Linked DNA regions of Mus musculus: regions 1 and 2 are each linked to region 3. A link is a contact called in public Hi-C and Micro-C data. All regions are on one chromosome and are shown on one strand. Each heading gives the region's core, a stretch centred on a gene start, on an enhancer-like site or on the middle of the called end of the contact. The rest is flanking DNA. Distances are from core to core; before and after follow the strand shown.

Evidence for each region. Hi-C and Micro-C count contacts between places; a contact is called where the count stands out from the background.
Region 1: a Hi-C map of cerebellum shows a contact between it and region 3, with 4 times the contacts expected there. The contact joins the promoter of Usf2 here to the promoter of Egln2 in region 3. A contact is called at or near these places in 2 of 484 Hi-C or Micro-C datasets (cerebellum and rod photoreceptor).
Region 2: a contact with region 3 is called in a Micro-C map of embryonic stem cells, with 5 times the contacts expected there. The contact joins the promoter of Scn1b here to the promoter of Egln2 in region 3. A contact is called at or near these places in 1 of 39 promoter capture datasets (cranial neural crest) and 1 of 484 Hi-C or Micro-C datasets (embryonic stem cells).

Annotation. Positions count from the first base shown.
Region 1 is chr7:30,955,193-30,958,191 of GRCm38.p6, forward strand. It overlaps Usf2 (upstream transcription factor 2), which reads right to left and starts at 1,611. Exons shown (of 10, transcript NM_011680.2): 1 at 1,504-1,611; 2 at 1,190-1,236; 3 at 957-1,075; 4 at 608-808; 5 at 98-248; 6 at 1. The coding sequence starts at 1,565. Lsr (lipolysis stimulated lipoprotein receptor) reads right to left here. Exons shown (of 10, transcript NM_017405.2): 9 at 2,797-2,999; 10 at 2,578-2,709. The coding sequence ends at 2,674.
Region 2 is chr7:31,125,678-31,128,608 of GRCm38.p6, forward strand. Scn1b (sodium channel, voltage-gated, type I, beta) reads right to left here and starts at 1,346. Exons shown (of 6, transcript NM_011322.3): 1 at 989-1,346. The coding sequence starts at 1,028.
Region 3 is chr7:27,165,459-27,168,244 of GRCm38.p6, forward strand. It overlaps Egln2 (egl-9 family hypoxia-inducible factor 2), which reads right to left and starts at 1,344. Exons shown (of 6, transcript NM_053208.4): 1 at 1,226-1,344; 2 at 1-270. The coding sequence starts at 40.

The DNA.
Region 1 (2,999 bases), core at 361-2,860, 3.8 Mb after region 3:
CCTGCAGGGAATGTGCAGCGAACATCAGTAATGGGTCAAGCTGGAACTGCTTAAATGGTTTCCCTAGCTTTACCTCAGAACCCTTCCTTCCCCTTACCTCCGGCCTGTAGGCTCTGGTCTGTAGTTTGAACAGACACAGCTGTGGTATCGCCCACACTGGATGCTGGAAAATAAGCAAATCGTGCCTCCCCGCTGACAGCTTCGGCCGCCGGGCTGCCACCATTGCTGAATGGATTTTGAATTACAGCCTAGGGAGGAGTACACATAGGCCATCCTTAGCCACCCCTGCTATGCCATCTTTGTTACTGGTATCGGTGTTTGTTTACTATACGGTGAGGCAAGGGCGTAGCCTACTGTGTGTGCCATTCTGTACAGAATCTCGTCTCTGACACCATTCAACCATCATTAGCTCTACTCTTTCCTCTAAGAAGTTTTCCAGTTTTGCAATGAAAAGTAACTCCAAAAGACCCTATCCAACGCCTGTGCAAAACTCTGACCAGACCTTACACAGCCGGCCAGCCCAGAGAACATCATGTGTGTGTCACACACCCCACCCCCTGGGCCTTCCCCCTCCCCAGCCCCTCCCCATAAGTCGCGGGCCACCTACCAGCGGGAAGGGTGCTGCGGGACCTGTGGGTACAGAGGCAGCGGCAGGGCCGGGGCGCTGGGCTGCCCCGTCCACACCCACCTGGGTCACAGCCTGCTGCCCCCCCGCGAAGGCAGCGGTGGACACGACGCTGACGGCGCCGGCCGCGTCGCCCTGGCCGTCCAGCTGACCATCAGTCACCTGGACTACGCGGTATGTCACCTGCAGGGGGCGGCAGAGCGACGAGACCGACGCTGGGGCCCGAGTGGGGGACAGGTCGGAGCCTCTCCCTGTCCCGCCGCACGCGTCTGCCCTTCCTCAGCTCACCCCGGCGCTGGCCCTCCGGGCTCCCGGCCCACGGCCGCCTCACCTGGCCTCCATTACTCTCTGTACGGAACTGGTACTGGATATTGTGGTCGCCGAACGCCGCCTGCTGGACACTGGCGATGGCCACCGCCGTCTGCTCCTCAGCCCCCGGGCCGTCCCCGCCTGTGGGGGCAGCAGGGCAGGGGGCACGCTCAGCGGGCGCGCGGGGCCTCCCGGCGTCCCCGGCCTGCAACCCCGGCGCGGGCCGCAGCCCCCGTGGCCCCCGCAAACACTCACCTTCCTGCAGCTCAACGCCCTCCTCGGCCTCGGGTCCCTTGTCGTGGCTGCGGGGGCACACCAGGGGCAGGGCCCGGGGTCAGCGAGGCCCGCACCCCTCGCCGGGGCGCAGCGGCCCGCCGCCCGCCCTCCAGGCCCGGCCCCCGCTAGGGTCAGCACCGCTGCCGAGCCCCGGCCGCCCGGATCCCCTCCCCGCGGCCTCCATTTTGAGCCGGGCCCAGAGGCCGCTCGGGATCATGGCGGCCCCTGCGCGCGGGGCTCGAGGGGCCGGGGCCCAGGGCGCGCGGAGGGGCGCGAGCTGTCGGCGCGCTTACCTGGCGGCGGCAGCAGCGGTGGCCGAGGAAGCGGGATCCAGACCCGGGTCCAGCATGTCCATGGGGGGGGCGGGGGGGAGGGGAGGGGAGGGAGGGGAGGGGGCGGGCGGCCGGGGGGGCCCGAGCCCGGCGCTCACGCCGCGCGGCAGGAGGGGACGGAGGAGACACGGGAGCCGCTTGCGCTGATCACGGGGACAAACAGTGGGGTCATGTGAGGAGGAGATGCCGCCGCCGCCGCCGCCGCCGCCGCCGCTACTCCTGCAGCTGCCGCCTCCTCCTGCCGCCTCCGCCCGCCGCCGGCTCCGGGCGGTGCGAGGCTCCGGGCCACAGCTCAGCTGCCCCCCGCCCGCCGGCCCGCCGCACGCGGCCTGGGGCCTGCTTCCCTGAGCGCTCGCCGCCGCCGCCGCCGCGACTTGAGCTTTTTTTTTTTTTTTTTTTTTCAACAGGGCCCTGCCCGGATGGCGGCCGCCCTGTTGCCCAGATCGCCAGCTCCCGCGCCCGCCGCCCGGCCTAGCCCGGTCCGGCGGCGGCGGATTGTGGCTGCAGCTGCCGCCGCTTTCTATCACCCCCCCCCCTTCTCTTTTTCCTTTTTTTTTTTTTTTTCCTCCTTTACTGGAGCTGCGCGCGCGCGGTGGCGGCGACGGCGCGATCCCGGGGCGGGCGGGCGCGCGCGCGCGCGCGGGAGAGGGCAGGCCCTAGGGAACGCGCGCGCTGTCTGTCTTTGGTGACGGCCGGGCGCGTACACACACATAGGCCCGGGGACTCTACACGGGACCACCACCGGTTGGAACGCAGGCCCGGCTGGAAGGCCGGCAACACGGATGCGGGGCTCAGATCGCCGGGGCACAGGGTTTGAAGACTGTAAAAGTAGGTCGTATAGGAGCCCGGAGGTTGGGGAGCCGGGTTGCGCGCTCGCGCGCTCCCGAAGGCGCATGCGCACGTCGGGGCGGGGCAGGGCGGAGGCGGCAAGGGGCACGTACTCTAGGCGGCTGGCTATGAAGAAGGCTAAAGGCCTGTCTGGCCGCTTCTTTTGCTGGTCCCCCTCCTCTCAACTCGTGCAGCAAAACAAGAGGCTTAGATCTTGTGATCAGGAATTTTATTAGGCTTGGTGAAGAGTTTCATCAATATTCCAATTAAAAAAGTATAAAAGCTACATAACAAAACGTGGGATCAGACGACTAAACTTTCCCGACTCAGGGCCAAATTCTGCAAAGGAGAAAAGAAAAAGTGTTAATTGTACGGGCTGGAGGAAGAGGCGTCCTGAAGATCTGAAGTCAAAGGGTCTAGGCTCACCTTTTTCATCCTCCGCTCCCTCGAGGCCTGCGAGTCAGTCTCAGAGTAAGGCGGAGGTGCTGGGGGATAGTGGCCCTCCTCTTCTTCTTCTTCTTCCTCCCTGTAAACGCGTCTTCTCTCCCCAGCCCCTTTTTTCTTTAAAGCCTCTTCTAAGAGTCGCCCATCATACTGAGGGTCCCGTGACCTGAAGCCAGCATCCCGAG
Region 2 (2,931 bases), core at 96-2,595, 4.0 Mb after region 3:
CTGTTTCTTTCTTCCCCTAGCTTCTGTGTTGGAATCCATCCCCTCCCGATCTTCACCATCTTGCCCTGTCCCCTCTTCCGCAGACTCACTTCCTCGCTTCAAGACCTTCACCCCAAGTTAAAAGTTCTTTGCTTCACCACTGGGTTAGAGGCCTCTGGTCCCTCTTTCACCCACTTACCTGCCACCTCTTGTGTCCCACCACACACTAACTGTATAAGTCATGTCACCAACTTTAGCTCTGGGTCTTTTCCTTGTCTCCCCAACCCCCAACCTCCTGATCTCTTAGTCTTCAAGGCTTCTGGTTCACCTTCCCGTTTGCTCCAGTCTCCCCCATGTTTATTCCTCCTAAAGGTCTCTGAAGATCCCAGCAGGGCTGTATTCCGTCGTTTTCCCACCACTGTATGTCTCGCCATTACTATTACTGTTGTTGTTTTAAACTCCATCTGGCAGGCATTCTGTTCCTGGGACTGCCTCTCTATCTCCATCCCTTCCTGGTCTCTCCAGATCTTTCTGCTGCTCTCAAGTTTCTCTGTTCCTGGCTCCGGTTCCTAACTCTCTCCCTCCAATGTCCCTGTCTGCCCCAGTCTGTCTCTCAGTTTACCTCCACGTCCAGGGCATGCCCGGAGTCCTCACTCGGTATCCATGCCTCCCGGTTCGTTTCGGGCCCCAGTCCCAGGCGCTGCCTTCCCCCACCCCTCACGCGGCTGTGGGTGTCACATTGCAGCCTGCGGGGCTCTGCAAGCAGCTGACTCCGCGTCTCCTCGCCCCCGGCCCGGCGCCCGCGGCGGCACCTCTGTACCAAGTGTCCCTCCACACCCCCCCGAGAAACCCTTGCATCTCCACGATCCTTCTGTGCCGTCCAGGGTCCCGCGACCCCAACGACCTCGCACCCCGCACAACTTCCCAGGCCGGGACTTGGCGCGGCTCCGGCCACTTGGGCGGGGGGCGTCCCGAGCGCCGACGGCGCGTGTCCCCCAGCAACACTCACCCAGCGCCGCGCCCACCACGAGAGCCAGCAGCGTCCCCATGGCCGCGCAAGGCGGTGGGTGCGCAGAGCGCGGCGACAGGCGATGGGCCCCGGCGGCGACTGGCCCGGGCGCGGGCGCGGCAGCTGCTGCTGGGGGGGCGCGCCCCCCCGCTCCGGTTACCGCCGGGGGCCCAGCCCCGGGGCTCGGAGAGCAGGCATCCCCGCCGCGCGGCGGGAGGCTCGGGATGCTGCGTGCGCGCGCGCCACAGGGCGCATCCAGGCTGCGGCGACCCCTGCCTGGCTCCGGACGTTGCTCGCGCTCGGGCTCCCGGCGCTGGGGTGCGGACCGCGGGCTCCTGCGCACTGCAGCGGCGGCCCGGGAGGGAGGAGGGAGACGGAGGAGGGAGGAGGGAGCGGGAGGGGGCGGGATGAATCACCGCGGGGGGAGGGCGCGGCCGCCCAGCCTTTGCCGCAGCGGCCCGGGAGGCGCCCGGGCACCGGCCTCTCCGGTGGCTTCGTGGCTTCTGCACACCCGTTGCATGGTCTAGGTCATTCCGGCTTCACCAGACTCTCTGGGGGTGTCGGAACCCTTTCCTCTTCCTCTTCTGAGAAAGGTCATCTCTAGACACCCAAGAGGACTTGGAGGACAGTTTGAGGGACCAATTTCCGTCTTCCTAATTATAGAGGTTAACCTTATCCAGTTCTTGGGGAGATAAGGCTGAGACATCCCAGAGACCTACTTATGACACCTGAGATCCCTCGGACTGGAGATCTCAGGACCTAAGAGGGCATGGCGGAGTGAAAGGGTCAAGCTAGGTATACATAGAAACCTGTAGACCTTATCCAAGCCAAAAGGGTACCTTGGCATCCCACAGCTCTGGGGGTCGGAGGTGCGGGATTTCAAAGGGGCCATTCCCGCGATCCCCCGCTGCTACTCTGACGTCATCTTCTCAGCTCTCCTCCCACTCCATCGTCCACCGTTCCTCCACCCCCAGCACACCAGCTCATCACTGCTTCAGGGCTTTTGCCCTACTTCCATTCTGCCTGGACACCCCCCACCCCGACCCCGCCTACTATCCCCAGGTGATGGAAGGGCTGATTGTGCTGAAGCCCAGGGCTCCAATGTCACCTTCACAGTATTTTCTGTGCCCATTTTGAGTAATCTGCCTTTCTCCACACTGACTACATCATCTTGGCTCTTATTTACTTTGTCAGAACAGCTGTCAGTACCTAACATTATGGGGGTTTGTTTTGGTTTTTATTATATTTTACTTACTCTGTATGTGTGAGACCATACACCAATTCCGAGGCATACATATGAAGGTCAGAGGGCAACTTGGGGGGGGGGGAGTGAGTCCTATATGTTTAACTTTGGAGACAGGATCTCACTATGTAGACCATGCTGACTTCTAACTGGTGGTCTCCTGCTTCAGTATGTACCACCACACCACGTTCGTATTCTTTTATATGATTTGTCTGTTTGTTGTGTGTACCTCACCCCCTGGGTGAGGGCACTGACCTGTGTCCCAAACAGGTCCCTAGCACCTTAACTTCTGCTAGGATCGTTAAAGGGCCACCAGGACCAAGGTGGGAGAGAGACTCTTGGCAGGGGTTGGCTGGCCCTGTCCTAGCTTCCAGTTCAGCATGAAATAAAGCCCCAGTGAAGCCCCAGTGTGGGGCAGGTCCAGGACCTAGCGGCCAGGAGCCAGGGACACCAGACACCTTTGTGGTCTGGGCTTTTGCGCCAGCACCTCCTAAGCCAAGCCGCGAAATTCCTTGTGCAGAAAATAACCCTTTCCCAGCTCCTGTGGCTCTGGTGGGGGCTGGGAGGAGGAGGTGCAGAGAGGACAGACCTTAGCAATGGACACAGGGGCACCTCTTCACAGCCCTACAAGAGGAGCCCTGCTGTGGTAGAGGCAGAGCAGCCTTTTACTCTGATGAACTGATTTCTTCTTACTCCAAGG
Region 3 (2,786 bases), core at 94-2,593:
GAGCTTGATTCAGGGCCTGCGGCTGGCACGGGCTGTCCATGGCAGCAGTGTCTTCATCCCCCGGGCATGGAGGGCACGGCCCGGGCCCATGGTGCCACCCTCCTCCGCCTCCTCCTCCTCCACTTGATGCAGCCCGGGGCCGCTGGGCCTCGTGTGGGGCAGGGTGAGGCAGGGCAGGCAGCAGGGGCTCCTCTAGTGCTCTGGGGGTGCTCGCTGGTCCCCAAGTCCACAGTTGTCTCTAGGAGCTTGAGAAGGGACTGATGGGGGTGGCTGGAAAAGAGAAAAGGAAGAACTTAAAAGAAGTCAAGAGACGAGCAGGTGGGAAGGGGTGGGGATGGTACCAGCAGGAAGTAGATGACAGACTGGGCCACAACAAACACACACGCACACAGGGAGACAACATGGGGCATATAACTTGGGAATTTGAGAGGGAATGTCTGGCATAAAGAGTAATAGAGAGAAAGTGCAGAGAACGTTGCATGACGGCCCAGAGAGGAAGGTGATAGGGAGACAGATATCTGTGGACGAAAAGCGACGATGCAAGTGGAAAATACAAGGTACCTGCCTGAGGTTTCTATAGAGACTCAGAGAGATGAGGAGGGAGGAGACACAGAAAACGGGAGTGTGGAATCTAGGGTAAAGTCAGGGTTGTGGGGAACCAACGGGCAATGCCACCGCGCAACATTCGCGGGAACCTAATCGCCTGGGTGGAAGATTACGAGCCAGGGCAGGCGGGGAAAACCGGGAGTCCAGGGACAAAGAGAACAGGGAGAAAAACAAGACGGCAGGGGAGCGGGAGGGCCGGTGGGGTCGACCTGTGCCCTACGGGAGGAAGCCTACTGGGGCCCGACACACACCCAGCCGGAAGGGAGGTCCTGCCAGACGGACGGACTGACGGAAGGGAGCCCGAGAGCAGAGTCCGACCCGACTGCCTTCCTCCCAACCCCCTCCGCCAGGACCCAGGGGCCGCGGGACGCCCCGGGTGACTGAGGCGGGGCCGCCTCGGCCCGGCCCCTCCCCTTGGTGGTTATTGCGCGCTCCCGTGGCCCCCAATGGTCCGCCCCACCGCGCCGGGCGCGCGCTTCCTTCCCCACCCCCAACGCCCTAGCGTGGGGTCGCTGCCGCCCGCGCGCGCTCCCGCCTCCAGCCCCGTCGCCCGCGCCCGGCCACCGGGCCTCAGACTCCTTCTCCTCCCCGGGTCTTTCCCTTCGCGCGACCTCCTCACCGAGCTTTTTCCTCCGGCCTCGGCGCCGCCGTTTGTGCCAGCCGCCCTGCGCTTCGCAGCGCGCCATACCCCGCCCCCCACCGCCCGCGACGCCCCGCCCCCGCCTCGCCCGCTGGGCACGTGACAGCGGCCCGGCCGAGGAGACTGCGCGTGCGCGAACCGCACGTTGACAGGAGGCTTAGAACGCACTGCCCAAGAAGTGAGCTGGTCCGGGACGCGAGGCTTATTTGCATTATGTGCTCCTCCCCTTCCACGCGAAAGCAGACACGCAGGTTCAGTAAAAGGCGTTCTGTGAGTTCTCAAGACGGCCCCTTGGAGAGGGGTACAAAAGAGCAGTTTCACACAGAAAGGCCCACCCCTCGGAGCCAAAAGTGTCAGTGAACTTGTCAGCTGGGTTCTTGGCATTTGCTATGCAAATGTCTCATTTACATGGGCCGCTCCTGCACACAGCCCAAGAGTATATTGAGAAATGACTGCGCAGTTAGTTGGAAAGTGTATGTAAATTCCTACGTCAGTAATTTACATAAGCACTTAAAAAAAAATAACGGTGAGTACGGGACGTCCTTAGAGAAGCGAAACCGGGTAGAACAAATGAGCAAATGTGTACTATTTGCATGACCCGCTCCTCGCTGCTCCCTCAGGGCAACTGTGGGAGTCAGATTAAAGCAACCTGGGACAGACTCACAAAGAAGACATTTGCAAAACCCAGCTCCTCTGTAGCCCAAGCGGATTTTTTGTTTCTGTAGTGCTGGAGACTGAATCCAGAGCTTCACATGTGCGATGCAAGCGCTCTACCACTAAGCTACTCTTAATATTTATACCACCATTCCGGGGAGGGCTGTGTGGATAGGGTTATTTGAATGCCCGACCCTTTCCACCAACTCCAGGGCCTAACAAATGGGCAATAAGTGGGCTTGGATACTTGCTGACATTTTGTGAGAGCAGCTGAAGCTGTCCTGAGGGGGGCTGCACCTGTCTCCAGAAGGCTATGGCTATAAAGACATCAGGGTACATTAAGTATGACCAGGAGTCCGGGTTGCACAAGAACCACAGTGGCACATGGCGAAGAATGTTCGTGTTCGCAGGCACACAGACACACACAAAGAAACAAATCTCCATCAGTGCACACACAAACCTCAGGAGCACGTGTTTTTAGGAACACAGTGAGCCACCGTCCTAGTTTGCAGACATGAGGTGGTGTACACTAAGTCAAACCAGGCACAGACTCAAGACCCCCCCTTAGATTCCCAAGTCCTCGGTCTTGATGTTGCACACAACAGCAGCCTCACCAACACAGTCACCAGGCCAGAGACTACTCACATGCCACAGTGTCATACTGCCCCATACATGTCACACACAGGGATGTCATCGCTGCACACACCACCTTTGATGGATCGTGTACTGCCACTACCATGAAGCATGTACACAACCTGGGATGGGTACATTGTAATCCCAGCTCATGGGAGGCTGAGGCAGGGAGACCTCAAATTCCAGGTTAGTCTAGGCTATAACAAGGCCCTGTGTCAAAAAGGGGGGCTGTGTGTAGGAAAAAGCAAGGACA